Regions from separate parts of the Capra hircus genome. Here region 2 is linked to region 1. Evidence: chromatin contacts called from public Hi-C data. All regions are on one chromosome and are shown on one strand. Each heading gives the region's core, a stretch centred on a gene start, on an enhancer-like site or on the middle of the called end of the contact. The rest is flanking DNA. Distances are from core to core; before and after follow the strand shown. Region 1 holds the start of TIMM10 (mitochondrial import inner membrane translocase subunit Tim10). Region 2 holds the start of P2RX3 (P2X purinoceptor 3).

Evidence for each region. Hi-C and Micro-C count contacts between places; a contact is called where the count stands out from the background.
Region 2: a contact with region 1 is called in a Hi-C map of blood, with 6 times the contacts expected there. The contact joins the promoter of P2RX3 here to the promoter of TIMM10 in region 1. A contact is called at or near these places in 2 of 5 Hi-C or Micro-C datasets (both in blood).

Annotation. Positions count from the first base shown.
Region 1 is chr15:2,493,920-2,497,908 of ARS1.2, reverse strand. TIMM10 (mitochondrial import inner membrane translocase subunit Tim10) reads right to left here and starts at 2,504. Exons shown (of 3, transcript XM_018059064.1): 1 at 2,428-2,504; 2 at 1,831-1,947. The coding sequence starts at 1,901.
Region 2 is chr15:2,729,376-2,733,139 of ARS1.2, reverse strand. It overlaps P2RX3 (P2X purinoceptor 3), which reads left to right and starts at 1,753. Exons shown (of 12, transcript XM_018058944.1): 1 at 1,753-1,981. The coding sequence starts at 1,863. It overlaps SSRP1 (FACT complex subunit SSRP1), which reads right to left and starts at 68. Exons shown (of 17, transcript XM_018059074.1): 1 at 1-68.

The DNA.
Region 1 (3,989 bases), core at 1,255-3,754:
CATCATGCTAAGTGCGTGACGTGGATTCCGCCATGCAGTCCTCGGGATGACTCTACGCAGTCGGCACGATCGTTACCCCCTTTTTACAGATGAGGGAGTGAAGGAACAGGGAGCCTCAGGATGACATAAAGCTGGGCTACGAGCCCAGGGGGCCTGGCTGGGGGCTCCCAGGGGGCGCAGTGGTAGAGAACCCACCTGCCAACGCAGGAGACCTGAGAGACGTGGGTTCGATCCCTGGGTGGGGAACATCACCTGGAAGAGGGCATGGCAAGCCACTCCAGTATCCCTGCCTCGAGAATCCCACAGACAGAGGAGCCTGGTGGGCTACAGTGCATGAGGTCGCAGAGTCGGATGCGACCGAAGCACCTCACACGCACGCATGGAGCCTGACTCCACAGCTCACTCTAGAAAATCATTCTCACAGACAGCCTCCAAGACAAACCCAACTAATCAAAGGAGGATGCCAGACAGTTTTAGCCAATAAAAATAGCAAATATGGGAGGGGGATTCAGGATTGGGAGCTTGTATACACCCATGGTGGATTCATGTCAATGTATGGCAAAACCAATACAGTACTGTAAAGTAAAATAAAGTAAAAATAAAATTTAAAAAAATAAAAAAATATATTAAAAAAAAATTTTTTTAAAGCAATTGTTGACTGCCTACTTGTGTTGGGCTTGATAAGTCTTATATTTTAACATTTAATATTTATAATGTCTTTATGAGGAAGGTACTATTCAGTTCAGTCGCTCAGTCGTGTCCGACTGTTTGCAACCCCATGAATCGCAGCACGCCAGGCCTCCCTGTCCGTCACCAACTCCCGGAGTTCACTCAGACTCGCGTCCATCGAGTCAGTGATGCCATCCAGCCATCTCATCCTCTGTCATCCCCTTCTCCTCCTGCCCCCAATCCCTCCCAGCATCAAAGTCTTTTCCAATGAGTCAACCCTTCACATGAGGTGGCCAAAGTACTGGAGTTTCAGCTTTAGCATCATTCCTTCCAAAGAAATCCCAGGGTTGGTCTCCTTCAGAATGGACTGGTTGGATCTCCTTGCAGTCCAAGGGACTCACAAGAGTCTTCTCCAATATTACGCACCCCATTTTATAGCTGGGATAACCACCAGTCTGCAAGTCCAAGTAACTTGCCCAAGGCCAGAGTAGTAGTGGTTGATGTGGCTGTGATTTGTTCCCAAATCTGCCCAATGACTCGTCTGGAGTCAGACTGAAGTCTTGGTCCTGGCACTGCTACCGACGAGCTGTGGACCCTGAAAAAGCTGCTGAACCTCTACAAGCCTCAATGTCCTCACCTTAAAAATGGGACAAGGGAACTCAGTGGAGATTATAAAAGATAATGCCTACAAAGTGCTCAACACTGCTGAACAGGTTATGCCGGATCTGTCAAAAGGCAACTGCTCTGCTGTCCCCAGAACCCAACCAGAGCCTGGTTTCTCTTCCTGCACAGCTCCTCCATCAGCAATTCCATCCCAACCCCAATGTCCAAGTCATTCTAGTGAGTCCACATTGCGGCTGCATTAGCCCTTAACCATGGAGGTGGGTGGAAAAGGAAACGCAACCCACTCCAGTCTTACCTGGGAAATCCCATGACAGAGGAGCCTGGCCGGCTACAGTCCAAGAGGTGGGAAAGAGTCAGACACAGCTCAGCCACTGGGCATGCATGCATGCTTGCGTGGGGGTGGAGGTGGGTGCTGGGAAGTATGGAGCTCAGTTTATCCTAGATTGAGACGAAGATTTTTCGGAAGTCGCCCACCTCTGCCCTTGGAGGACGACTTGGGAGCAGTCTCTAAGACGTGAGCAGCAGGACCGGCCTTACCTGTTGTACATGTCGGCCATCATCTCTACCTCCAGCTCTGCGGCCAGCTGCTGGGCCCTGAGGGGGTCCATCTCAGCCCTGCGCCCTGGAAGAGATCTCCAGCGGGCCTCCTAGTTCCTGGGTTTGGGGGTGGGGGTAGACATCACGGTCAGCACCCAGCCCGCCCAGCCGCTTTCCCGTCCAGGGGCTGCAGGACGTGGAGCAATCGCAAGGGCATCCGACCAGGAGGGGCCGCTGACCTCGGCAAGCTCAAGCACTCAGCGTCAGACGTCGGAACCGAGGCCCCGCCCAAGGTCGCAGAGCCGGCGACGGCAGGCCTGCAGAGCGGGTCCCGGCGCCCTGACGCCCAGCCCCTCAAGGTGGCGTCTCTCCGGGAGAAGCTGGGGTCCGGGACGGGGCCCCGAACGGCCTGCACGAACGCGCGGGGCCCTGCCGACCCGATGCGACGCGGCCCTGCGGGGCCGGGCCCGAGGCCACAGCCCTGGAGCGGCGGCGCCGTCGTCGGGGTCGCCGCGCGATCCGAGTCTCTCCCCGAGGCCCCGGCCTCCCCCTCACGCCCCCAGGGCCCCCGGCCTCGGGCACACGCCACAAACTCACCGTGCGCGCTGCTGCGGCAGGGCGGAAGCACGTGGGGCGCGGCAGGCGGGAAGTCCCGCCTCCCTTCCGCTCAGGCCGCGCTTCCGGCGTGAAGGCCCCCGCCGCGGGCGGCGCCGGGAAATCCGCCACCATAGAGAGGGAGCGGCTGGCTCCTGCCGAAGGCGAGGGAGTCCTCCAGGTGCTAGAGAGGACTGCAAGGTACCATAGAGGCTGCGGCGGGGCGTAGAGCGCCCGCAGCAGGTAGCGTTAGGATCCCTAGCGGGGATGGCGGAGCGGCTTGAGTTTATGGGTTCTGTCAGAGCGGGCAGGGGTACCGAGCTCGGTGAACCTCACCTTCCGCGGAGGTCGGAGTGCAGGTCTGGTGCAGAGAAGGAAGGGCGTCCTCAAACTGCAGCCCTTAGATGCATGTAACCCCACCTGGGCCGCCTAAAATCACCCCAGTGTCTAGGGCCCACTTCGCACCAAATAAATCAGAATCCCTGGGGCCAGGACCCAGGCATCGGTATGTGGTGGGAGTGTGTAATTTCCTCGGTTCTGCCTCGTCACAGCAAGAATTTGAAGCGACGGAGGTTAAAACCCTTGGATAGCTCCGTGTTACAGCTCTGTTGTATTGAGAAAATAAAGGAAAGCCGACCCAAACGGCGCGGAAAGGGGGGAGAGAGCGCCCTGGCCCTTGGGCCCCTCTGTGTGTGTGTTTTTCCTCCCCTGGGCCTGCCCTGTGTAAATTGGGCTCGCCAGGGGGGAGAGAGCGCCCTGGCCCTTGGGCCCCTCTTCGTGTGTGTTTTTCCTCCCCTGGGCCTGCCCTGTGTAAATTGGGCTCGCCAGGAGTGCTGTTGGTGCTACCTGAGGTCCTCTGGTCCTCCGACCTGCCTTTGTTCTATTTTCTTGGGCTTTTCCGTTCCTTGTCTTTTAGCCACCGCCATCCTGGGCTCCTTTTTCCTATTCTAACTACTTAACAGGTCCATTGTAGAATTCCCCTGCGATTCCCCTGTGCAGGCAGGTTTGAGAGCCAGAGTTCGAGAGGGCTTTCTGGTGAATACAGCTGTGAGGAGATCCCTGAATTGTCTCTGGGGTTGCAGAGACCAGCGAGGCGCCTTCTTATAGAAAGAGGAGTCCAGTATACAGTATGTTTTATTCAACTTCTGTTAGACACCCCCCTCCCCCCCCCGCAATCACAGACAACTACCCAATCTAATCACATGGACCACAGCCTTGTCTAAATGAAACTAAGCCATGCCCTGTGGGGCCACCCAAGACGGATGGGTCATGGTGGAGAGGTCTGACGGAATGTGGTCCACTGGAGAAGGGAATGGCAAACCACTTCAGTATTCTTGACTTGAGAACCCCATGAACCGTATGAAAAGACAAAAAGATAGGACACTGAAAGATGAACTCTCAAGGTCAGTAGGTACCCAGTATGCTACTGGAGATCAGTGGAGAAATAACTCCAGAGAGAATGAAGAGATGGAGCCAAAGCAAAAGCAACACCCAATTGTGTATAGGACTGGTTATAGAAGCAAGGTCCGATGCTGTAAAGGGCAATATTGCACAGGAACCTGGAA
Region 2 (3,764 bases), core at 504-3,003, 240 kb before region 1:
CTCGGGCCGGAGCCTCGCGGCCGCCGGCGCCCGGGCGGTAGGCGCGCCGGGGCGGGGGGACGGCGCGGGCGGGGGGCGGGCAGGGGCGCTGGGCAGGCTCTTCCCGCGTGCGCGGCCCCGCGTCCCGCCACCGGAAGCGCTGGCCACAGAGACGGCGGCCGGCTAGAGAGGCGCCGCCCGAGAGGCGGCCGGCTAGAGCGCCCGCGGCGCCGGAGGACCCGCGGGGCGCGCTGGGCCCCACCCTCCCGCGCCACCTCTGACCCCGGACCCGCCCGCCCCCCCGCGCTGCCCCCGATCCTCGGGCCCGGAAATTCGGGGCCCCTTAAACGCTAAAGACGTCTGGGCTTTTCAAAAGAGAATTTGCGTAGTGTTTCTATCAGACTGTGCCCCGAAGCGCGTGGCCCTTGCAATCAGCGCGTGTGTCTCCTATACAATAGTGGTTTCTGCGAAGCAGAAAGGAGTCTGACCCAAGAAGGAAAAGATTGGAGGAGTTGTGAAGAGAAGTGCCCCCTCCCACTGGCTTCTAGGAGAATGCAGGCGTTGATGTCACTGTGACTGCACCGCCCTCCCCTGTCCAGAGAGGACCGGGTCCTTTTGCAAATGAGCTCGCTGCACCCCCGAAACTTCCAGCAGCCCCTGCAAGTTGTGAATTGCCTGGAAGGGGCTGGCCAGCGGCCATGCCAAGTTCAAGCGCTGGTGTCAAGTTAATCACGGAGCCACAGCTGCTTTGAAAGCCTATCACCCTGGCACTGCGGAAGCCAGCCACCCCCACACCCCCACCTTCTAGAGTCCTAGGGTCTAGCTCTCCTCTCTCATCCTCACCGTGACTCTACATTCAGAATGACTGACGATAAGTGTCGTGCATGGAGACATAAGGGCAGAATGTTGAAACTTGAACATTTCTCTGACAGTCTGACCTGCAGTTACACCAGTAGCCTTGATTCTGGGACAAGAGACAATGTAAGCGCACCATTGTTCCCTGAACTCATGGCTTTACCCTCTGGGTGATGGCTGTTCCCACACTCTATAGCAACATAAATTCAGCTAGATTCAATAAACATGCATTGAGCTCCGACACGGTGGTAGGATTTGAGGAAACTAGCAAGCAAGATGGAAACCGCTCCAAGCTTCCAGGAGTGTGTAATTAAACAGATGATTCGGATAAATACACTGACAGACAGTAAAACAACCCCCCAAAAACACCCAGCGTTACAGTGCAATGCTGGAGGTAGAAGTCCAGCCGCTGCCCGGTGAACAGGAAATAGAAACCAAGCGACTCTTTAGTTTCCCTCTCCCGTGAGACCAGGAGAGAGGTTCAGGAGACCACCCCTCCCCCAACCCATGCTGTTGATGGCAGCTCTTGGAAAGAGGGGAATTGAGCACTGTAGGAAGACAGGAATGAACTCAGCTCAAGCAGGCTGCTAGGTGGGTGGGGTGGGGTATTGCCAGGGGCTTTCAGGAGAGTGTGGAGCAGCTGGTGAGCTGGGATGGAGACGCGGCACAAGAGAACAGAACCGAAGCGGTAGACAGAGTGCAGATAAAGCCTAAGTCCCAGAGGGCCCCAGCCAGCTGCATCCCAAGCAATCAGGAGCCTGGGATTGGAGACCCCACCCCTGCCGTGACATCACAGGGGAGTGGGGTGGAGACCAACAAAAAGGGGGTCCCCCACCCTGGCCTTGGACTCTTGGCAGCCCAGAGGGTGGAGAGCAGAGAGAGGCTGAGCCCCGAGCTAGGGTTGCCTGACTTAAAGGAACAGGCTCCTCAAGCCCCCTCTAAGCCGCTCCCCCTCCCAGCCTCCATCCGGATGACCCCTCCGTCCTGAGACCATCATCGGGTCTCTCCTTAGGGGTCATTCTCTCAGCATGAACTGCATCTCAGATTTCTTCACCTACGAGACCACCAAGTCGGTGGTCGTGAAGAGCTGGACCATTGGGATCATCAACCGAGCGGTTCAGCTTCTCATCATCTCCTACTTCGTGGGGTGAGTCTCTGGCCCCCCAGGACCTACAAACCTGAAGTCCTAGCAACCCCGAGGGCTGCCCTGAGTCCCGTCCTCCCCCGCCTGCCCTCAGTGTTGCTGCCCAGCTGCCTAAGTGTCTCCCCTTTTGGGGGGCAGCAGCCTTATCTGTGGGGACCTGTCCCAGTCACTGGCCTCCGCTGCCGTCATTGGGGAGTTCTTTTTCCCACTAAACCCTCCAGAGCTGGACCGTGGCCATCACCCTGAGGAGGGGGGCTCTTGCCCTTCCACCATCTCCCCTTCCCTCTCTCGTCTCCCCCAGCCCCAGCCCCAGCCAGAGAACAGACCCATTGCCTTCAGTCAACTCTTCAGGGGTCTCGGAAAGATGAGGGAGTCAGGGGAAGGCGATGAGACAAGGGAGTCGGCGACAGGTTGACCAGGTGGATGGTGGAGAGGGCTCAGAGAAGGGGCGGGCTGGGCAAGATGCTGCAAGAACGTGGAAGAGGAGCCCTCGATCTCTGACCGCAGGACCGGGGGGTGGCGTTGGAGTGGGGGACCCTGCCCCTGTGGGGGGGTGGGCGGTGGGCAGAAACGAGTGCAAACACCCCTCAAGGAAAGATTTACTGCAGAGAAAGGAGGCTTTCCTGAGCATGACATGGGGACCGCCCCCCTCAAGGACCAGAAATACTCCCCTTTGTCAGAGAGCATCAATGCCCTACGTCCGCCTGACTTCATGCCCTAGAATCCACCCTGGGAGTTGCTTAAGAGCCCGGAAGGTCCGAACACCCCTTCTTGGCCCCCACCTCTTGCGGGTACGCAGCGCACACACGTACACACATGTATTCACAAAGGTTCATGAAACAGACACTGGCCGGGGAGGAAGCACAGGTTCTGTCCTTCTCGTGGTCATTCGAACCAGGAAAGCGGGACAGAAACCTCGGAGGTCTGTTCTTTTTTCCTGGCATTCGGTCTCTAGCCTCATGCTGTTCCTTGATACAACGAGTCTGCATGTGGGAGACAGAAAGCCACCGATGACCGTCAGGAGTTCATGCAGGGAGGTCAAAGGAGGCCCATGTGCGTGAGGGCTGGGGCCGTGGGAGTGGACCTGCTGGCCCGCCAGGCCGGAGTAGCGCGTGGGAAGATGGGTGGACGTGGATGAAAGAAATTTTCAGCAGCTCCACAACGCGTGCTGAGAGCCAGTGGGTTTCATTTGTGCGGTGTGTAGGCGAGGCTGCACATGCAGTCTCCTCGCAGAGACGTGAGAGGAGGGATTCAAGCTTTGGAATGGGCTTAAAGGGCTCTAAATGAAGTTCTGTCCCGACACTGAGGTTTCACGAGACACGGTGTTTGCACATGCTCTCCGTCGGCATCTCCGGTGCCTGGCTCAAGGTTGGTTCTTAAGGCTCCACGTTTGCCTGCGTGCGCGGCTGTGGTTGTTCGTCGCAGCAGAATGGTCTGTTGGTCCAGGTGAGCACAGAGCTACTTCAGCACCTTCCAGCCTGGCCTGGCTCCGTGGGCTCCAGGCCAGAGGCTGATGGAGGCGAGACCCAGTGGGCTCCATCGCCCCCGCCCCCCACTGCCCTTCTCTCTCCCTCTCCCTGATCCAGGCCAGCTCCCCATCCTCAGTGCTGCAGGCCGGCCTGCTGGGCGGGTGGGAGAGGCTCTTTGGCGTCTTGACATCCAGCCCCATCCGTCTCCCAGCCTGACAGCTCCCCACAGAGCAGCGCCTGGCAGTTCCATCAGCGCGCTCTTCAGCCCAGCCCCTGGTCTCAGCCGCATCTCTGTGCACCTGAGCCCGGACGCACGT